2 separate regions of the Mus musculus genome follow, and region 2 is linked to region 1. The links are chromatin contacts, called in public HiChIP or PLAC-seq maps. All regions are on one chromosome and are shown on one strand. Each heading gives the region's core, a stretch centred on a gene start, on an enhancer-like site or on the middle of the called end of the contact. The rest is flanking DNA. Distances are from core to core; before and after follow the strand shown.

Region 1 (6,000 bases), core at 270-2,769:
ACAAAACACATGTGTTGGCTCAGCACAAAATTTAAAAGGACAGTGTAATATTTCTTTCACTAATCATTTTTTAAAAGCCTAAGAAATTTGCTATAGGCATGACTCGAGGATGCCCATGCCTGCATCAGCTCTCCGTGGCTGATTTTATTCTGCTCTGTTCCTCGTGCAGGAGTCCAGAGTTTGGATCGCACGAAACTTGATTTCTCTCCTAGTAACCTTCGCCCACTGTCCGTTACAAAGCGAACAAAAGAACTCCAACTGTCCCTCCAGCTGTAAACCTCTATGATTTTAGAATCTCAGAACTGTAGCTCTTCCTTCTCACGAGATCCAGTTTTCCCTACTTCCCATGAAAAGTGGAGTCTAATGGACTCTCCTAGAGATCGTCAAGGTTGTTTTATTCTCCTGGATCCTTTCTTTTACATCAAGTTTCCTGTAACACACAGACACACACACACACACACACACACACACACACACACACACACACACAGATTCATGTAAGACACAGTCACATAGACACACATAGGGAGACACAGGTACACATACACATACAGACACATAGATACAGACACAGAGACACATACACACATAGACACACATACACAGACACATACACACAGATACAGTAAGACACACAGAAACACACAGTCACACAAACTTACAGAGATACACATGGACACACATAGACACACAGACATATAGACATACAGACACAGAGACACAAACACACATAGACACACACACTCAGAGATATACATATACACAGAGAGACAGACACTCCTACACATTCAGGCTCACAGAGAGATAGACACATACAGACACACATTGATACACAGACACACACATACAGATAGAGGCAGAGGGGGACAGCTCAGTTATTGCAGCCTCTCTGAGAGTCCTTACACAACTGCATATATTAATAAATGAGCCTTGTCACAAACTCATCAAAAGAGGTGGCGCAGGGGACTGCCTCAAAGAGCTTCTCACATGAGGAGACAGAAGGTTCTAGTTACAGGACAGTGGGTCAGAAGGGCCTCTTTAATTAACGCCTTGGTGGAGTTTGGTGAAACAGTTCCCTGTTTAGGGAAGTATATACCACTCACTGTTCCTATGGCGGGGGCTGGCCTGAAAAGGGTTTGAAATTAAAAAAAAAAAAAAAGTCGCCTGGGAAGCAGGCACCAGATTCTCTTTTTACCATTTTCTCTCTCAGTGAATATAAGAAAGAAAATGTTTTAATGGCGTGCCTGGGCCTAATTTGTTCTCATTGCTCATAAATGGAACAACTAGGTGCTATCTACCCTCTGTCTAATGAATGTTCTCGAAAATCAGATGATGTTGTTTCTAATAGCAAAGAGACACTTCACAAAGAACCCTTGTTCTGGAAATTAGGTCATCTGGACAGTCTACCCATTAAGAAAAAGCCTATTCTGCTTCCAGAGGTCACCTATTGGGGCAGGAAATCTTTCAGCCAGCAAACCAACATCTGGCCCGAAATCTTCCAGGCTGAGATGCCAGTTTCCTGATCTAAATGGAACACACATGGGAGAGAAAGAAAAAAAAAAGTCTTCATTTGCCCAAGCATTCTTCACTGTGGCATAGATAAGGAACCTTTGGAGAAAGAGCTTTGCTTTGCTCATCAACATAAGCAGAACCTGCTTCTTTCTGTAGAAGTCCTAAGAGTGAAGGCACAGGCTAATCGCTTACCAGTAAACCCATAAATAAACTCGCCTTAGCTGATCATTTATACTGACTCATTCCAGACTGTGCAAGAATTTGTCTCTCTCTCTTTTTTTTAATTTGTTTGCTCAGTTTGGGCGCGGCAGGGCAGACTCAGCTGGGGCCTCAGGACTGCTAAGCACAGGCCTTACCATTGAGCTATATCCTTAGTCCTAAGGATGACTTTTGTACTTTAAGGAGCCATCTCAAAGCAACAGGATCAAACTTGAAGGAAAGAGTTGAGAAGGTGTTTGCTATACAAACCGAATACAAACCGAGGCTGCCTAGGCTCACTAATTGAGCAGCTTGTCCCCAGTGGTGGCCCTGTTGTAAGAAATGGTGGAAATGTCAGGAATTGGGGCTTAGTTGGAGGACATAAGACACTGGGTATGTGCCTTTGAAGACGATTATACTGGTCCCTGGTTCCCTCGCCCCACCCTCCACTTTTTCTGTATCATGAGGTGAGTGGGCTCCGTTTCTCACTACAATGCCATCTTCCATAGGTTCATTTTAAATAAAAGTAGTGATGGAGTTTTAAAGAAAAATGTTTAAGAACATCAAAGATCAGAGCTGGAGAAATGGCTCAGTGGTTAAGAGCACTGACTGCTCTTCCAGAGGTCCTGAGTTCAATTCCTGGCAACCACATGGTGGCTAACAACCATCTGTAATGGGATACAATGCCCTCTTCTGGTGTGTCTGAAGAGATAGACAGTGTATTCACATACATAAAATAAATAAATTAAAAAAAAAAAAAAGAGCCGGGCGTGGTGGCACACGCCTTTAATCCCAGCACTTGGGAGTTGGGAGGCAGAGGCAGGCAAATTTCTAAGTTCGAGGCCAGCCTGGTCTACAAAGTGAGTTCCAGGACAGCCAGGGCTATACAGAGAAACCCTGTCTCGAAAAACAAAACAAAACTCAAAACAAACAAACAAACAAACAAACAAAAAACCAAAACTACTGCAGTGGGAGACTTAAGATTTAAGAGAAAGCTCTGATAAAAATAATGCCTCAGAGATAAGGACTGTGATTATGAAGATGATGGTGATGATAGTGATGATGAAGATGATGGTGGTGAAATAATGATGAAGATTACACAGACGATGGTGATAGCAATTTGTATTAATGAGGAATGACAGACATAAGGCTCCCTTTTTTAGAAGTCAGTACACTATTCAGCAGTGTTAATTTCTTTTTCTTTTTAACATTAGCAATGGGCCACTGTGATAGGAATGGCCTCCACAGGCTTTTGTGTCTGAATGTTTATCATTAAAGAATGTTACTATTTGACAGAGATTGGGAGGAGTGGCCTTGTTAGAGGAAGTCGGTCACTGGGGGTGGGCTTTCAGGTTTCAAAAGCCCGAGCCAGGCCCAGTGTCTCTCTTTCTCTGTATACAGATCAGGATGTTAGCTGACAGCTATTACCTCAGTACTGTGTCTGCCCATGTGCCACCATGCTTCCCGCCATGATGATAATGGACTAAACCTCTAGAACTGTAAGTCAGTCCCAATTAAATGTGTTCCTTTGTAAGAGTTGCTGTGACCTGGTATCTCTTCACAGCAACAGAACAGGGACTAAGAAAGCCACCTCCCTTGCAGCAGAGTTTTCCCAGAGGGTCTTGGTTCAGACTCTCTTTTCTGGTCTCCAATCTAAAGTGACGTCACCTTTCACACCCTTGGTCTCCTTTATCCTAAACTCAAAAGGGCATTAAAGGAAATGCCCAAGGTCTTTTTGATCCCCAATATTCTGTAATCCACAAGTGGACGCTGACAGAGTGGAAATGACTTCAGGCCCCAAACAGAAGGGAGTCCTGATTTTACCTTTGCTTTTTGGAGACAGACTCACATAGCCCCAGCTGGCCTTGTACTTACTATGTAGTCAAGCATGGCCTTGAACTACTAATCCTCTGCCTCTACCTCCCAAGTAAAGAGATTGTATGTATGTGCCACACTTGGCTTTAAAAGGAGGCTTTGAAAGACTGAGAACCAAAGAAATACCTTTCCTACTTAGTGGCAGTTCTATATTTTCTATATAGTAGAAATCATCCCATTTAAAAAATGCAGGCATTGTGTTCTCCCTCCCTCTGCCTCCTCCCTCCCTCCCTCCCCACCTCTTTCTTTCTCTATTCCCTTTATTTCTACAGTGCTATATATATGTCCTTAGTATATACTAGGCAAGATCTCAACCACTGAGCAACATACCCAGGCCTGAAATGTACACCTCACTGAGGACACTAAAAGCATTCCAAAGTTTTCTACCTGGAAACCAAACAGTATCTTCAAAAAGCTGCCAATGGAACATGACTGGTGTAAGGAAAATTGTAACTTGTTTATTGTGACAAGATTCAAAATCTGGCGGGATTCATATCCGTTGACCCAGCATTCAGAATCATGGTCATTTATTCCCGTAAATTGTTGGAGCAAAAGCTCTGCCCAGAGGTTTATTATTGGATTGTATGTGATATTGAAGATTTGCAAAGAAACATCCCACTTTATAACTAAAGAATGGCCGAATCAATGGTGATACGGTGTCTTGAAGGCTTAATGTGTATAGATTAAGATGTTAGTGGAAACACATGTCACGAGCATGCTAATGAGCCTCTGTGGGGAAACATTCCTCAGAAATAAAGTACATAGCATGAGCACACAGGTGAGGCGGGCTCACAAACATCCTATGCAAGTGTTTGCAACGTGTGGTAGGAGATCTGGATTTTTTTTTTTTTTTAACGAATAAGTGACTATAAAACAGAAACTGTTGACATATTAAGATGGTGGAAATTTGAATTAAACTATCTTTGAAAAGTCTTCTGTGTTGTTACTATGCTTACTTAATGACAGACACTGTTACTGTTAGCAACTAATACTTGCACGGTAATTACTCTATGTGGGCCCTCCCTTAGATGGGAAATATTTTGAGTTCTATTTTAAAATTTATTTTGGGGGACAGGGTCTCTTGGAACTCAGGATGAGTTCCAATTCATTACGTGGCCAAGGCTGACCTTAAACTCCAGATCCTCCCCGGATGACGGGAGCACGTCCCTATGTCCAGCTTAATATCTTGTAATACAACCTACTTGTTACACTCTAACACGGGGCTGCTAGTCCTCCACTTTTAGATTCATGTATTCATGGAGGCAAATTCAACTGCTAGCAGACCCATAGGAAAGAGAAGGAAAGAGGGAAAGAAACAGGGAAGGAGGGAGGGAGGAAAGGGAGCAAAGGCAGGCAGGCAGCAGGCTACCTCAGTAAATGGGTATGACAGAAACCGAGGCTCGTTAACAGGTCTTTTAGACCACAAGGATCCCAGTGTGTAGTATAGTCAGTAAGTCTCAGCACTTAAGAAGTCTGAGTTCTCACTCACGCCTGGGCTCCCTGAGCAAACACTTGCCAGAACTGGAAGGGCTGGGTTCCAGAGACTGAGGGATGAAGGGAAAGTTCCTCTGGGAACAGCGATAGAAAGTGTACCCTTTCACCTTCCTTGTGAGCATTCCTCAATGCACCTGCCCTTTCCTCCCGTCCCCCGCAAACAATGGAGCATGTCATAGAAGGTTTACAAAGAGCAGCGTTTGCAGAAAGACAGAATGGCATGCCAATAGCTTGCAAATGGCAAATGAGTCTATCCAACAACAGCAAGCCTAAACCATCGAGTCCACAGTGCCATAAGTCTTTAAGCATGGCCTCAAAGCTCGGCGCTAATAATCGATACTCAGAACCACCTCTTTTGATCCACCCATGGAGTTTCACTTTCTTGGTTTTTCAGGTCTGATGATTAACAGGGTGTCATGGGTGACCAAGAACTCCTCTTTGGACGAGTATTATAATTGCCTAGGTCTGTAGATGCTATTGGAATCTCATGCCTGCATCCAAGACAACTACTTAGCCTCTGGGCAAGTTCCCGCTAGAATTTCCTGGACACAGAGTCTGCCTCCTTTACTGTTCATCTCTAGGTTTTCCACTAAGAGGTACTATTTTTCGAACCATTGGCCATTTCCCCTGACCCTGTCCTTTTCTGGCTGACTCAGAATCCACTGCAAACTTAGCCAGTTCTGTGTCTGATCAAAACCGTATTCCTGGAGGCCCGAGTGGCAGCATTGCGAAACATTCCTATTCCTTGGTTTCTTCAGCCTTTACTGCAAACACATTCTCATTTGCTCTTGCGAGTGCTTACCTATTAGAGACACAGACCTAGTCCCACAATTCTGTCATGCCCAACTGTGGGGGGGACTGAGGATCTCAGTAAAGCATTGATTGATTGATTGATTGATTGATTGATTCTACCTGCGTCCT
Region 2 (5,684 bases), core at 800-3,299, 680 kb after region 1:
GAGGCCAGAAGACTTTGAGGTGTTACTCTAAGAGTCACCCACCTTGGTTTTTGAGGCAGTCTCTCACTGGTCTGGGACTCACCAAGCAGACTAGGCTAGCTGACCAGCAAGCTGAGAAGATCTACTTGTCTCTGCCTTCTAAGCACTGGGGTTTCAAGAGTGCACTACCCCATCTGGCTTTTACAAAACATGGCTTCTGGGAAGCAAACTCAGGCCCTTGTGTATCTCTTGTAGTCTATTGTACTTGTCGAAAGGACTAGTTCTTTCCTGTTCTCAGACTATTACTGATGGGCTCAAGCCAATCCTAAGTCATTCAATGGAGCCAGAAAATAGCTTTGACTTGGCCAGACAGAATGATGTCACTTGACCCTTATAAACATTCTCTCACCCTCCAGGCTCAAACTCCAGTGCCACTGTCCCCAACTTCACTCCTTCTATCTCCGGCCTCCATTCTGATTGGCACATTGCTTCCTTCCTCTTAAATCAAGTCCCTCCTGCATCCTCCCAACCTTGGGCTCCCATTGTTGTCATCTTACAGAATGTCTGTTTCTTGTGAAACTTCTAAACCATCGCCTCAGGTCTTCTCATTGCCACCCCCTCTTTCCTTGTAGCCTGAGAAGTATGTGGGCATGTCTATAAAGCTCTACTGAGGTGACGTCATTCTGTTTTGCTTCTGGCACTTGCACTAACTCACTCACTTAGCCTGACATCAGAGACCCTGTGTGATGACAAACCAACACACATTTCCCAGTGCCGACTGGGACTGGCAGGTAGGCTCATTTGCTACTGTTCTGCATGTATGTGGGGGAGGGAAGAGAAGAGTTGGGGAGGAGGGAGGGAGAGATATGAATCTTTATTCTATCTTGTTCTTTCTCCTTTTTATCTTCGACTTCTTTTGGGTTTTGTTGTTGTGTTGTTTTGTTTTTAGGACAGAATCTTACTCTGCAACCAAGGTTGATCTTGAACTGGTAGCAATTCTCCTGCCTCTGACTCCTAAGTGCTGGGACTATAATCATAAAACTGCCACACCTCATTTCTTGTGTGTCCCCTCTATCTTCACACATACACAATCACAATGGCCACATCTCACCCACTTAGAAGAAAGTTTTCTTACTGTCTTACAGCAGGCCTATCCAGAGTTCCCTCTGATGTCATATTCTTAGTACAACAACCCTGATAAAGTTCAAGGTCAGCCAAGACCCTGCAACAAGCTGCCTGCCAAAGGCATAGCCATGAACTTCTCCAAGATCCAACACACTGGTGACAAATCTGTGCTCAGAAGTCTGCTTCATGCAGTCTCCCAACGTCCGGTGTATGGCCCTCTCTCAATAATTTATCTCATGCATTTACTAATGTGGCCTCGAAGCATAACTAGCTATATCTGGCTCTTATCCATCCCTCTATATAATCTTTGAAGGCAACCCTGTCCAGGCTTTGTACACGAAGTAAATAGGTCTTATAGAAACAAGAATGCAAACCATCTGTGGAGAAGCAGTTTGGACAACAGAGTTCAGGAGAGAGGTCATGGCCAGTGCCCTGAGGGGTTCTTCAGGCATAAGATGGACACTAGACTGAGCAGATGAGACATGGTCCGTGGACGGGGGGTGAGGTGGAAGTGAAGGAGAGCAGGGTTTGCAAGGCATTGCCCCATCAGCACAGGCTGAGGAAAAGTGACGGTGATATAGGCAGAGTTAGTTCACGGAAGGGGAGGGATCTGCAGGGCTTCCCTAAGCAGAGGCTGAGCACCGTGGTACTGAGAAAGAACAGTGTGGTTGCTCTTTCCAGCAAGAGCTCTCCATGGGTCCCAAGGCCAAACACCAATGTTCAATACATTTTGACTCAATACATTAAACTTCCTGTAGAAAATGTAACAATTCAAACGGTAATAACGTGTCTCCTGACCATAAAATTAGAAAATTATGCCAGTGAACTAGAAACCCAGAACCTTATTGTTTACCAGGATTCCACGGAGGGTGTATAAGACCCAGCCTTAGGGAGAGGGGGCTATAGAACAGAGAGGACTTGAAATGAGGCCACCGGGGTAATCACCACTAGGTGGCGCACTCCATTGTTTGCTAAGCCTCTGACTCACTGTGCCAACCACTCCAGACACCAGGAAAGGAAGATACAGCCAATAGGTCCATGGAGGCTGAGTGGGGCAAAGAGAGTACCCCAATCTCTCTGCTGCTGGCTCCCAGAATGTTCTGCTTTGCAAACCACTCTGAAGACAACTGCTCTTAGAAACTACTGAGGGCAGAAAGTGGATCATTTCACCGCTGGTAACACTAAAGACAGAAAGTGGGAGACTTTTGTAAGCAGTGCCTGGGAGTGTCTTACAGATGGCCTATTCACCCAGGATCTGAACACAGAACTCAGAATTCATCGTTACTCCGGGTCAATGAGTGTTTCATTTCTGTCAGGGTATGAAAACCAAACGACTCCATTTTTTCCTTTGTACCTTGGCTACTAGGAAATTAGATCTACTCGTGCAATGTTCTTTAAGTACTTAATTCATTCTACCTACATAGTATCTTTCTAATTGTCACATTATAGAGTTAGTCTTTTATGTTTTTAAAAAAGATAAAATGAGGAAGGCCTCATCTTTGAATCATTTGAAACTAAAAACCTTAAATTTAACCTTATTTTTATTTTTAACAGTGTCATACGTGTATATAATGAATTTTAATAATTTTTTTTTGCTCCCTAACACCCTCTCTAACCCCACCTCATTCTCCTTCAGAAACCCTTCTTCCAGATACATATCAGCACACTCATACCCGTCACCTCCGCAGAGATACTTTCTCCTTGAAAGATAAGAAGTGATGTTAAAACATGAATAATCCAATCGACTGAACCAAAGACCCACGTTTCTTTGAAGAGATAGCGGCACAGGTGCAAGCATGTTGCTCCAATGGCTTAGCAGCAAGTGGGATGCCCATGAGAACCAGCGTGGACAGTTTCTTTATTTACTGTGCTCCGGGGTGACACTGGCCCTGGGGGGGGGGGGTGACGTCACACGGGGTAGATCAGAAATGGGTTCTCAGCTCAGCAGCTGCTCAGGCTGATAAGATAGGCATCAGAGCCGGGTGTTGATGGTCCTGTCCACTTTGGCTCCCTTCCATCGTGGCAGGGAAGACATGGATGGTGGCTTTTTGCCATCTACAGCCAGGAACCATGGAGATGACGATGGTCTCAGTTCACTTTCCCCCTCATTCCATCTTACTCCATCACAGCCTAACGTGAGAGATGGTGCCATTTCCAGGTGAGCCTCTTATTAAAGCTCTCTTTGAACATCCTCATGGACACTCCAGGAGGTTGATGTAGGTGATTCTAAATCCCTCATGTCAACAATCTCAATCAACCACCACACAACTCTTCACAACATGGCTACCCAGGGGGCGCTGTCTTCCTGAGCCTCTGCACTCCACAGACTCTGGCAGTCCTGCTCTTCATGACTGGTTCTCTTTTAACGTCCTATACCTGCAGCACAGCTCCAACCAGCAACCTGGGAAAGCCCTGGGCCCCAAGAGTTCCACTTGCCTCCTGCTAGTCCCCAGGAACCTCACCTGGATACTCCCACTCCTCCTTAAGGGTTACCCATGTCCCTTCATGGGACATCCCCGGCACTGAGCCAGGTCTTCATCTTTGGGTTTAAACAAAGGCCTGTTGACAACTCCTGTTGGTTCCCTCTGTCTACCATCCTCTGATGTCTGAGCAGCTGGCTGTGTCAGAGATCTGTGTGCCTAGAATATTCCCAGCACTCAATAAATGTACAGGAAGTTGTTGTTGGCACTATTGTTTCACCTTCAGCCTTAGTTAGATCAGTAACTCACCTATAAAATAGAGGTTCTGGGGCTACTGGGAGGATTCAGTGAATATAGACATAATGAACAGAATGTTCTCCCATATTCTAAGCACTTGATACAATTTTAGCTTTTTGATAGGCTAAATGAGTATTGGAGTAATGATAGAGTCAGCATTAAAATTTAAATTCTTCACTTACCTAGTGAGGTTTCTTTTTCTTTTAAATAATTTCGCATTCAATCCACATCAACAAGCCAGTGTGGTACGTTATAGCAAATACAGATTGTTATTGCACAAGGCACCCACCAGTCACAGACAGACCTATGACATCACTAGACATATGTCCTGTATGGAGGGGTAAGAACCAAATTTCTTTCCCACTGGCCCTAGGCTCACTCCTAGAACTCAGGACAGCACAGGGAGTTTAGTAAGTGATGTGGAAAAAGCAACCTCGTACCCGGATGTAACCCAGGATCTGTTTCTGGCATCTGCTAGCGCAATTTTAATTAGCTTCCAGAACAGATACCACCATGGGGCTGATGCTGCACTTGCCATTTAAAGCACGGTGGGGTGACTTTGTTTCATAAAGCCATGCTGGCTGCTTAGATTGGAGAGTACACCACGTTTGTGAAGATGAAAATGATATCATTATGCTCTAAGGAGAGTCTATAAGTTTTACAAGCCAATTCCAATGGTCAACGAATCAGAAAAGCTGTTTCCCTCCCCACCACCCCCGCTGCCCCCAAGGCTGACTCTTGCAATTCTTTGGGGCCTGTTCATGACGACCAATGCCAAAAATAGAACCAGAGAGGAGGTCCTGCTTCCTCAGAAGCTTCTGAGTGCTTCCCATCAGCGTGTCAAGACGGACAACACTGTGGGAAAATAACTCTTCCCAGTATCCGATAACTCTGTGGACATCCTAATTGCAGGATGGCATCCTTTCAGACAAAAAGTGGGATTCCCCAGCTGAATGGCTGTCTACACTGTACCACCTCACATAACTGAGATACACCAAAGCTAAGAGGAGGGAACTCGCTGGGGGCATGGCTCGAAGCTCCAGTGTTGGCCTAGCGTAGTTGAAACTCTGGATTCCATCCCTAGATCCACAAAAACAGAGAAGGAAAAAAAGAAAAAAGACCCCCCAGGCTGGAAGACATAGATTCCTCTGGTGATTTTTAACTAGCTTTATCTAATAGGGATTTATTTAACAGTAAAAAAGAGACCCCGGAACTCTTGACTCTAGCTGCATATGTATCAAAAGATGGCCTAGTCGGCCATCACTGGAAAGAGAGGCCCATTGGACACGCAAACTTTATATGCCCCAGTACAGGGGAACGCCAGGGCCAAAAAATGGGAATGGGTAAGTAGGGAAGCGGGGTGGGGGGGAGGGCGGGTATGGGGGACTTTTGGGATAGCATTCTAAATGTAATTGAGGAAAATACATAATAATAAAAAATTTTTAAAAAAAGAGACAACAAATGTTACCCACTGCTCTGCCTACCACTGTATATTCTGTTACAATATGGCAGCATATGAACAGAATTGATCAGTTCAGAGAGCAACAAACAGTGTGTGTGTGTGTGCGTGTGTGTGTGCGTGTGCATGTGTGTGTGTGTTGGTATTGCTTTTGCAGCAGAGAGCCCTAGAAAGAAGGAAGGGAGGAGAGCCATGACTGAGCACCTGTCACGTGCTAGACCCATACTCCTAGCTTTGATCACTCTGTCCTTGTGGCCTTCACACTGCCACACTCACTAGTAGTCCCACTGAGAAGACTAAGCTCAGAAAGTTTAAGGCCAATGTGCAGCATCACACAGCCTGTAGGGTTGCAAGGCTTAAACTCAACGAGTCCCTCAAGGGCCAGGCTTGTAGCATTTTTCTTA

Evidence for each region. HiChIP or PLAC-seq counts read pairs in DNA pulled down with a chosen protein or histone mark.
Region 2: an HNF4G HiChIP or PLAC-seq map of pancreatic cancer cells shows a contact between it and region 1. The contact joins two enhancer-like sites. A contact is called at or near these places in 1 of 39 promoter capture datasets (cranial neural crest) and 2 of 115 datasets of contacts at active chromatin or transcription factors (astrocytes and pancreatic cancer cells).

The regions. Positions count from the first base shown.
Region 1 is chr10:8,897,517-8,903,516 of GRCm38.p6, forward strand. It overlaps a transcript of Sash1 not described here. Among named protein-coding and RNA genes, the nearest start is that of Sash1, 14 kb to the left of the region's middle. Within about 2 kb of position 1,520, at least 71 of the 459 cell types and tissues checked have an H3K27ac peak or open chromatin away from gene starts, as enhancers often do. A contact at or near this core is called in pancreatic cancer cells, where this site is marked.
Region 2 is chr10:9,573,707-9,579,390 of GRCm38.p6, forward strand. It overlaps a transcript of Samd5 not described here. Among named protein-coding and RNA genes, the nearest start is that of Samd5, 99 kb to the right of the region's middle. Within about 2 kb of position 2,050, at least 8 of the 459 cell types and tissues checked have an H3K27ac peak or open chromatin away from gene starts, as enhancers often do. A contact at or near this core is called in pancreatic cancer cells, where this site is marked.